Linked DNA regions of Mus musculus: all the other regions are linked to region 1. The links are chromatin contacts, called in public promoter capture Hi-C maps. All regions are on one chromosome and are shown on one strand. The core of a region is the stretch at or near the end of the contact, and the rest is flanking DNA. Distances in the headings are between cores, read along the strand shown.

What was found. Promoter capture Hi-C pulls out the DNA fragments that hold promoters and counts their contacts.
Region 2: a contact with region 1 is called in a promoter capture Hi-C map of liver, with 4 times the contacts expected there. The contact joins the promoter of Mtfmt here to the promoter of Map2k5 in region 1. A contact is called at or near these places in 1 of 39 promoter capture datasets (liver) and 1 of 484 Hi-C or Micro-C datasets (B cells).
Region 3: a promoter capture Hi-C map of liver shows a contact between it and region 1, with 3 times the contacts expected there. The contact joins the promoter of Ppib here to the promoter of Map2k5 in region 1. A contact is called at or near these places in 1 of 39 promoter capture datasets (liver) and 1 of 484 Hi-C or Micro-C datasets (B cells).

The regions. Positions count from the first base shown.
Region 1 is chr9:63,375,969-63,379,242 of GRCm38.p6, forward strand. It overlaps Map2k5 (mitogen-activated protein kinase kinase 5), which reads right to left and starts at 1,934. Exons shown (of 22, transcript NM_011840.3): 1 at 1,155-1,934. The coding sequence starts at 1,289.
Region 2 is chr9:65,434,371-65,437,964 of GRCm38.p6, forward strand. It overlaps Mtfmt (mitochondrial methionyl-tRNA formyltransferase), which reads left to right and starts at 1,412. Exons shown (of 9, transcript NM_027134.3): 1 at 1,412-1,637; 2 at 2,618-2,827. The coding sequence starts at 1,444.
Region 3 is chr9:66,058,747-66,062,366 of GRCm38.p6, forward strand. It overlaps Ppib (peptidylprolyl isomerase B), which reads left to right and starts at 1,423. Exons shown (of 5, transcript NM_011149.2): 1 at 1,423-1,654; 2 at 2,721-2,834. The coding sequence starts at 1,520.

The DNA.
Region 1 (3,274 bases), core at 684-3,183:
ACTGAAGTATATGGGGACACTACAGGAAACAAAAGTAAATTTGGGGGCCAGGGAGATGGCTCAGCTGGCAAAGTGTTTCCTATGCAAACATGAGGGCCTGAGACTAATCTCTAGACCCATGTTAAAAAATAAAAATAAAAAATAAACAAAAACAAACAAATAAACAAAAAACCTAGGAAGTGGGTGCTTGACAGGTGGCCCAGGCTTGGTGGCATGAGTGCTTGTAATCTTAACATTGGGAATGCTGAAACAGGCGAATGCCCAGGGCTTGCTGGCCAGCCAACCCTATCCCAAAACAACAAGGTGGATGGCACCTGAGCACATCTGAGGCTGATCTCTGATCTCCACATGCACGCACACACATCTGCACACACATATACTCATATACTAAGTAAGGAAGCTATAGTTTTGGCACTGACTCTCAACCTCAGGAGCAAGTCCTCGGAAGGTCCTTTTACTCTCTATTCAGGACAAACACACACATACATAATGTTTTATAGTATATATTATATATGGACTCAAGGGCCAGCCTACATTAACCTTCATAATTTTGTGTGAAATATATTCTAAGCATCCCAAGGCAATGCACTGTTGATTCTAAGATGTAAATTTTCCCTGAACACTCAACATCTCTGAAATTGAGCTGTGTTTGTCACGGAATGATGTGCTGTAGTTCTAACAGGCAGCATCCTTTCCATATTGATAGTTAAGTCTAGGTCTCCCATTCAGTGGCATCTAAGGTTTGCTTAACCATTGTAAACTAAGATTGCCCTGGTGTCCCTTTCCCAGCAGGTCACAAGTTCAGGAAACTCAGCAGTGACAGGGCTAGAATGAGGGCAGGAATCCTTTCCAAATACTTGAGAAAAATATAAGAAACAGTTTTAAAACTCTTTACATCCCAGTTGTCTGCACTGGTGTGTAAGTCACAGTCCAGACTGTGAGCTTCCTGAGGGCAGGGGTTCAGTCGGATACATCAATTTCCCAGGGCGCTGCACATTTACCAGTTTTCAGTGAGTGCAATTAACCGAGACTGTGGTTAAAACAGGTAAGTTGACCCCACCAGAGGCCAGCTCAGGCCACCAATGGTCAAGATGCTGCCTATCCAGATCCATAATCCCCAACGCTGGGATTTGGCCACTAAAGTCACCACTCACCAGAACATCCCTGAAGAGTAACTGCGGCCCGGAGTGCACGGTCCAGTCCACCGCGCCACTATTTGGAATCTTGATCCGAATCACCAGCACCTGGTTCTCCATGGCACAGAAGGGGCCAAGGGCCAGCCACAGCATTACAGGTTAAAGGGTCTCACATCCTGGGGCGAGGGGTACCGACCTGCCCCTACTTAGGAGGAGCCCCAAGAAGTGACAAGGGGAACGATAGACAGAAGGCAGGCGATAAATAGGGAGCAAGAAGATGGGGAGAAGTGAAGAGGAGCGATCAGGAGGGAGCTTGCAGGCCCAAAACCAGGCCCAGGTCGTGTGGAGTGTCCCTAGGAGAGGATGCACTGTTGGGGGACCGGCCAAGAGGAATTAGTAGAGAGCGGAAGGTCCTGGAGTTACAAAAGTGGACAAAACAGAACCCACAAGCATTCTGTAGTCCTTGTGAGTAAGAGGAGACAGCGGAGCAACGGCCTGGTTTAAGGCAGGTACAGTGGCCAGGGTCCTGCCGTCCTGAGTGTCTCGGTGGGCAAGGGGACGGTGGCCGGGCGCCGCGGGCTGGGTCGGGGCTGTTTCGGAGGTGCACCGGTGGCGCCTGCCCTCCAACCAGGCAGGGGGGCCCAGGGCCGCGGGGTCAAGGGGCGGGTCCCGGACCGCAGCCGGAACCGGAGGGCGCGGCGCGTGCAGGATCGTCCGACTGAGGCCCGCGTCCCGGCAGCGGAGGTGGCGGCGAGAGGAGGAGGAAGGCGGCCGTTAGACCGCTGTTACTCCGGAACCAAAACGCGATGGCGCCGGAACCCGGGGAGCCGACATGTGGGACCCGCCTCCTGGGGCGCCATGTTGGAAGAGGGCAGCTGGGGCGGAGCAGGGATCTCGTGCTAGGACTGGCTGACTTCCATCTCTTCAGGTAGTGGTAAAGGAGCCTAGAAAACCCAGGAAGACACGGATCTACGGCTGGGGGCTGTCCGTAAAACAATTTAAGGTTTGATCATGCAGAAAAGGCGGTGAAGGACAAGACGGCAGCACCAGCTTGTCAAGTTATATACCTTTTACTATCCGCGGGTTTGTTACATTAAATCGGCAAGAGCCAGGCAAGACCTTTTTATTAAAAAAAGAAAAAAAAAAAAAAAAGCATGTTTTTATGCCCCTTCTTCCAATTAACAGTTCCAAAATACCACTATTTTTTCTCCCACGTTAGCAAAGTGTGCATGAATTTTTCAGTGAGGTCCTTTACCCTAACCAGTGACCTACAGTACCAAGCAATCTCCTACTCAAAAGCAACAGTAAAGAAACTCAATGGAGAGCGCTTAACTGCCTGGGGACAGCTGTATTTCTGGCATCATAATATCTTATTCAACCGTTGCAAAAATATCCCGTCTGTTCCATATATTTTCAGCTAAATTGCAGTGTTTATGCAGTCAGTGATAGCAGGGCAGTAGCCGTAAACCTTGGTTATTTTTAAATGCCTTGTTACCTCACATTTTAAAGTGCATAATCCTGTTGATCTATGTGTCTATACAAAAGAATTGCTTACAAATGGCAACGTGTAGGTAGGCCCTTTATTTGTAATTAAATTATGCTATTATCTCTACCTTTTGGGGCTGATTATGCATAAACATAGTGCGTGGGGTGGTGGGACCAGTGTCCACTTTCCCCGGAATAAACAGATATGTGATTAATGTAAGAGGAGGAACAATTAAATGTTGATCATTTTCAATGTAATACCAAAATTTGTGGCATAATTTCCTCTACTTGGGCTTTTTTCCTGTTGCATTTGAAAGGCCATTGTAGGAGATAAATGACCATCTTTTAGTTATTATTCCTTAATAGCTTAGGTAGGAATTCACGTAGACCGATTCTCCAGGTACTGTTGGAACTACCCCTTTGTAACTGCTCTTCAGTGCTAAAGAAAAATTCACTATTTTGCCATGTACTTCTTAATCTAAACTTTATTTCTATTATTAAGGAAAATTAACTACAAAACTAGAGATTTTCTATTAACCTATGATTTGTTAAAACGTCTTTTTAAAAATTCATAGTACCATAGGGAAAACCAACACCATTTGCCAAATTTGCATGTATATTCTGAAGCACTTTTTTAAATATATGAATGGCAG
Region 2 (3,594 bases), core at 162-2,661, 2.1 Mb after region 1:
CGCATGACTGCAGTGCCTGCAGGGGCCAGAAGAGGGCAGTGAGTCTCCTAGATCTGGCAATGTGTGTGCTAGAAAACAAACTCAGGTCCTCTGCAAGAACAGCGAGCATCTTAACCACTGAGCCGTCTCTCCAGCTCCAGTAGGTCACACCTTCAGTCGGTATTCAAAAGACAGCACCTTGAGTGTCAGAATCATGTTCCACTTCCCCTAAGTTAGGATTCTGGGACTGACTTGATCAGAGGAGGATACGGCTTGGCATCACATCTCATTTCCCTCATATGGTCAGATGCACCGGCTAGCAGCATCATAATCTTTGCCTCTCTTTTCTACTTAGCCCAAGGAATTTGCCGCTCTCTGGGCACACATTGGCCAACTTTCCACAACTATGGCAAACAAAGCCGCTCTCAGTTTTGAGGGGACACATGGAGAAAAAAATTATTGAATCTGTGAGGTAGGAGTTCAAGGCCTCAGGGAGGGTGTTGTCTTAGCACTGAAAAATGGATACCATTTAGTGAGGAAGAGAGGAAATGTGAGGTGGATGGAACGCTCAAGGGCACAGAAGCAGGGATCCTCAAAACTAAATGAAAGACTGCTCCAGGGCCTCTGGCTTTCAGGCCATGTGACAGGAATTAGATGAGAGAGGAACCTGATGCTGCTCTATAGCCAGAGCCAGCGTCACAAGCATGACCCATGTTAAGGACCCCAGTGTACCTTGGAAACACATATCTATCTGCACACCATGGTCTTCAGAGGTCTTCAGCAGATAGCCCTCACCCCTCCGTTTCCCTACAGTCTCCCTATGGCATCCCACATGGGAGGCCTGAGAATCTAAGAGTCTTGGATTCCTGAAGTGACTTCAGACAGGTGAGCAAACCTTAGTTTCATTGGGTGTGGAAATCCTGAGTTGCTTAGTAGTTAAGATTGCTGTTCAGGTCGAATGGTTAGGATCATGGCTTTGGAGCTGGAGGGACAGGACCCCTCGTTGCAGAGATGGCTCAGCAGTTAAGAGCACTGGCTTCCCTTCCATAGGACCCAGGTTCAATTCCCAGGCCCATGTGGCAGCTCAGAACTGTCTCGAGTTGTAGGGGATTCCACACTCTTACACAGACATGCATGCAGGCAAAGCACCAAAGCACGTAAAACAAAAATAAATTAAAAAAAAATTTGTAAAGTTTTAAAAAATAGTTTCTTTTAAAGGTTTGTTTTATTCATATGAGTGTCTTGCTTGTGTGTATATATCTGCAGTGTTCTTTGAAGAGCTTGGCTGAATAATACACATCAAAGTCCCCTCAAATTTCTTCCTTAGTGGTTCTTCAGTTGAGCCACGCCTCCAAAGCGGCAGGCCCCGCCTTGTCGTCTGCGCGTGCTTGGGCCTTTGAGCTCTTTGCTCCGCCCCCCACCATGGGCACGCATGCGCATGGTGGGCCGCTGCGGGCCGAGGTGATGCTCCTTCCGCGGTGCTGCTGGGGTCGGTGGCTGATGGGAAGGAGGCCACGCTGTTCCTGTCAAGCACCTGCCGGGTTCGACGGGAAGGACGGCCGAGGTTCCCGAGTCCGCGAGAAGCCGCCTTGGCGGGTGCTGTTCCTCGGCACCGACCACTTTGCCCGGGAAACGCTGCGGGCGCTGCACGCCGCCAGGTACCGGGGCAGGGTCCCACGCCGAGCCGCGGTGGCGACCCCAGGGCAGCGAGGTCCCGGGAAGGCGCCCTGTTGGGTCCCGGCCGGCAGAGCTCCTGTGGCTCCTGCAGCATCTGCCAGCAGACCCTCCATCTCCCCGAGCCTGGGAACCGGTACCTGGAGAGGCCCGGCCAGTACCCAGGGTCGTGGGCGGAGCCGGTTAGCTGAAAAGGGCTGTGACTCCAAAGTTCGTCCCTTCCTGGTGTTGGTGGCCTCCGTTTCCTTGCCCTTTTACACGCCTGTGTTTTCAAATGAATACATTTCTAAGTTAGAACAGTTTCATATACATATAATATTTATGCGATTTAACTAACCTTGTCTACTAGGAAGAAAGTTATTTGTAATTCACCCTTTCCTGAAAGGCTGCTGTGTCTACCGCCCCACTTCCCTGGAAGGATATTTGGTTATTTATCGGTCCCTGGTTTCCAGGCACTTATCTCGCCTCCATCCCTGCCTTCCTACAAACACTTTTCTTTTTAAATAAGATTTTTACTTTGAGATTTTATTTGTATGTGTGTGTGTCTATGAGCATGTACGTGTTGGTGCCTGTGGAGGCCTAAAGTGAGTGTCCCATTCCCTGGAGCTGGAGTGACAGGCCCTTGTGAGCTACACCCTGTGGATGCTGTAAGAAGAGAGCTGACTTCTGAAAGTTTTCCTCTCATTTCCACACACATGCTGTAGCATACGCCTGCACACACGCACACAGTAATAATAGCACATGCCCACACCATGCACACAATAATAATAATAAAAGACAATTTAATTTTTAAATTATTAAATTTAAACCCTGTGTGTTGGTTGCAAAAAATCTTAATTATTTTAGCTCTAAATGTACTATGGGTTTAATCATAAAAATAGCTTTGCTGTGCATGAAATAGTTTAGCTTTGGGCTGTTGCCCTGACACTGTCAAATTTTTTTTCCCCCAATCTTTCTGATTCAGAGACGGCAAAGAGGAAAAGTTAATTGAGAAACTGGAGGTTGTCACAGTGCCTTCGCTATCCCCCAAAGGACTACCTGTGAAGCAATATGCTATTCAGTCTCAGCTCCCGGTGTACGAGTGGCCCGACGTGGGATCTGGAGAATATGATGTTGGGGTAGTGGCTTCCTTTGGCCGGCTTTTGAGTGAGGCTCTTATTCTTAAATTTCCCTAGTAAGTTTTACTTATAAGGAAATACAGTGTGGCGATCATGTCTTTTTTATGAATGGGTCTAGCAACTAAAATGCCATAATTTAAACTGTTTGTTTGTTTTCTTTCTTTCTTTTCTTTCTCCATTCAGACAGGGTCTCATTATATGTAGCCTTGGCTGTCCTGTTGCAATTCACTATATAGAGCAGGCTAGCCTCAAACTCACAGAGAAATCTGCCTATATCTGTCTCCTAGGTGTGTAGATTAAAAGTGTATACCATCAGGCCCAGATTAAACTATGTTTTCTTCCCTGTCTTCTTTTAAAATAAGATTTATTTTTGGCACAAAGTATCGAACTCCTTGGCTTTCCTACGCCCTCATTTAAATATCATGCATTTGCTGACAACCCCTGCCCAACTCTCCCTTGACTCCAGGTACTCACCTTGCCCACAGCTCTGTGTGGATGTTCCATTGGCTTCTCTCACTGAAAAGACTTAACCTCTCTGCAGACCTTTATCTAAGAACTAGGAACCCCAGCCTTCTGGATGCTGGGCCCCAAACCCCAGAGTCATTCTTCAGTTGTCTTGTGTCCCATGTCCAGTCCATTATGGTTAAATCCGTCATCAGCACTATGTCCATTCTTGTCTGTATTAACTGCAGTCACCTCCTAGAGGGCCTCTGCAGATGCTGTGGCCTCTCCTGATTCATTCTACACCAGCTCGACTGCCTGGCTGAATGTGGCAAGCGTTTTCTCCCCTTAAAATCTCTGGCCCAGTTCCTGCCTTGAATCT
Region 3 (3,620 bases), core at 173-2,672, 2.7 Mb after region 1:
GTCAGCCACAGACCTTTGTATATGTTATTTTCCACTTCTATGTTAATGTGAAGCCACCCCAACCAATACCTGCTGAGCACCGAGCCCTGGAGACAGGCTAGGGGAGCTATGTAAAGACTATGTGCAGCAAGGGCTCATTCTCCTAAAACAAAGTGCGAAGAAAAGAAATTTAACACCAGGAGCCGGTAGGATAACTCAGGTTCAGTAAAGTTGCCTGCTGCCTCTGAGCCAAAGGACATGGGTTCAACCCTCAGAGTCCCTGTGATGTAAGGAGAGAATAAACTCCCTCCACATGCAGGTAACTACGTGTCTACCCACTCACATGCAATGAGACATTGTAAAAAGGAAAAGATAAATACCAAAGTATCCAACAGAATGCATCCTTTCATAGGCGCACACAGCAGTTAAGCACAGGATTCCAAGACAAAGATGAGTAGTAAATTAGTAAAAACTAAAAATGGAAGCAGTGTGTGTGTGTGTGTGTGTGTGTGTGTGTAATGCATGCACATTATGTGTAGAGCTCTTATCATTCTGGGCCTTCATTTTGAGACAGGATCTCTACCTCAATCAAAGAACTAGTCTGGAAGCAAGCAAGGCTACCAGACCCGCCTATGTCCAGCACCACTACAGCACTAGGATTAGAGTCATAAAGTATGGCCATGATCTGCTTTTAGAGCTGGGTCCAAATTCAGGTCCTCATGATTGTGGAGCAAGAACCTTAACACTGAGCCATCTCTTCACCCCTCGACTCCACCCCTTTTTTGTTCTCGGGCATAGGTGTTACTATATTATGCTTAATAGCCAGAAACTAACTACATAGAAGCCGCCTTAAACTCACAGAAATCTTTCTGCTTCTTCCTCCAAGGTGCTGGGATTAAAGAGACGTGCAACCATGACTGGTCGTGTTCGTTTTAAGACAAGGTCTCACTCTAGTCCAAAAAGAACTAGTAGTCACTCTGTAGCCCAGGCTGGCCTTGAACTTTTTACCATCCTACTTCACCCTGCCCAGTGCTGGGATGACGGGTGTGAGCCACTACGCCCGGTCCCCAAGCAAGGCATTATAGAAGATATAGAAGGCTATGCTGTAACGCTCAACCGCTAAATTCAACCCCTAGTACTAAGGTTAAGTGTGTCCAGTCTTCTGAAGACCACCTCCAAATTTGGCAGCGACTGGTCTTTGCACGCCGTGACAAAAGTCTGAAAGTTGGATGGGCAGGTGGGGTCGCAAGGCACGCTGGGGTGCGTAGTCTCTCTTTCTGATACCAATCCCAACGCTGCCTTTGCGCACCGCCTTGACATACCCAATCAGAGGGCTGTAACGTGGCAGCCACCCGCAGCCCCGCCCCCGGCAGCGCCTACCACTCGGCGTCGCTGCGCAGGGAGAACGTGGCGCGCTCCTGGCGCTACGAGACCGCCCGCGGCCCCGGGTCCACCCCACGCCTGGGCGGCCACGCGCACGCTGCGCGTCCACACCCTTTTCCGGTCCGGGCTGCCCGACCGCTCTTGCTGCTGCCGGTGGATGCTGCGCCTCTCGGAGCGCAATATGAAGGTGCTCTTCGCCGCCGCCCTCATCGTGGGCTCCGTCGTCTTCCTTTTGCTGCCCGGACCCTCCGTGGCCAACGATAAGAAGAAGGGACCTAAAGTCACAGTCAAGGTCTGGGCTCCCCTCACCAGCGAGGCCTGCCTTCCGCCGCCTTAGGTCCGGCTCAAGCCGGAGCGGGTCTGGCCCAGTAGTTCCGACCTGAGCGTCCTTGTTCTTGTTCAGTTCTTCCTTGGGTCGACTTTGATCTCTTGAAGCCAGGCTCGCCCTATCTACTCAGACTAGAGAATAACCCAGACTCCCCCAGCCCCCCGCCCTGACCCAGGATGCCCAGCTTCGGCCAGCACGGACATCCTTAGGACGGTCCCTTTGCACATCCCCTGCATTGCTGGGAAATGGTGATGGATCAGAATTGCCGAATCTTTTACTATGGTCTCTCCAGTTTAGTGTGTTTTGTAGCACACACAGTAAATATAGTTAAACTTGCAAGCACAGTGTATCTCCCTGTGTATGTCCCCCTTTTAATGTATGTTTCTATAATCTGGAATCATTTAAAGAGCACAGATTGCTATTCTATAGTCTTGAGAACGAAAACTTTTAAAAAATGTTACATTATTTACTTAGTAGGGAGAGGGACTCGGGTACCACAGTGCAACCGTAGAGGTCAGAGGACAGTTTGCAGGAGTCCATTCACGTTGGTCTCTGGTCTTCAGGCTTGGCCGCAACCGAATTTTCCTCTAAGCCATAAGGCAGTCTGTAATCCTTTCTTGGGGTGGACCCAAGTGCTGTGGCATATATTACTCCCAGCTACTTGAGGGAGACTACAATTTAGCAAGATTAATTACTGGGGTTATTAGCTCAGTGGTGGACGGCTTATCTGCAGTGGCCCACCATTTCGTACTCCCTAGTACTGGGGTTGGAGACTACTAGAGCTTTCATAAGTGTACAGATGGTTGTAGCCACCATCTAGGTGCTGAGAACAGAAGCTCTAGGGTCTGGGAAAGCAGCAGATGCTCTTAACAGCTGCTGTTTCTCCAGCCTGTTTGTTGGATTTGTACAAAGGTTTTGCCCTACTCAGCCACAGCTTTAGGCTTTGTTCTCACTCATGGGGTAACTCCTCAGGCCCTCCTCTACCAAGGCCCCTGTGAAGGCTAAGCTTGGACTTGTTCACTTTCCTTAGGTATACTTTGATTTACAAATTGGAGATGAATCTGTAGGACGAGTCGTCTTTGGACTCTTTGGAAAGACTGTTCCAAAAACAGTGGATAATTTTGTAGCCTTAGCTACAGGAGAGGTAAGTGGCTAACCCCACACAGTAGGGATGGGAGCAGCTGGGGCTTCAGAGTGTGGCCCGTGTGTAGTGGTAGACAGACTTCATTAGCTGGCTTCCCTGAGGATGAGATATTTTTGTATATTAAGTGGGAATAAAGGGGTCCAGTCTTTAATTCTGGAGAAGGCCCTGGAACTGCGGTGACTTACTCAGAGCCTCAGTTGCCCAGTTTGGCACTTCCCAGAGATTGGACTGGTTCTTCCAACCCCTGCTGCTTCCTACAGCTAGTCATAATAGAATAATAATCCACAGTGCTAAATCTGGCAGCCTCACAGTTGTCTCTGCCAAATGGTGTGGCGGCTACTGAAGTGTTAACGTGGTTTTATGTTAGAGAGAACATAGACAAACATGGTACTGTGTGGCTGCAATGTTTAGAGAGTAAACTTTAACATCTGATTTTTTTTTTTTTTTTTGAGTTTTTATTTGAATGTTCTTAGACCATGTGATATGACAAGTTTTGGAATAAGAGCTTTTGGGGGGGGGAGGGGGAAGTAGTGAGTTGGTTAACACTGGTCGTCCTGGAACTTGCTCTTAGATCAGGCTAGCCTAGATTCCTAATTGCTGGGATTAAAGGCTTGTGCCGCTACATACATAGCTGAGTTAGCAGTTTTTAAAAAAGAATAAAAGGGTCCAAGGAACTTGATCCAAGAATATGACAAGGAATTTTTTTTTTAAGATTTATTTATTTATTATATGTAAGTACACTGTAGCTGTCTTCAAACACTCCAGATCTCGTTAGGGATGGTTGTG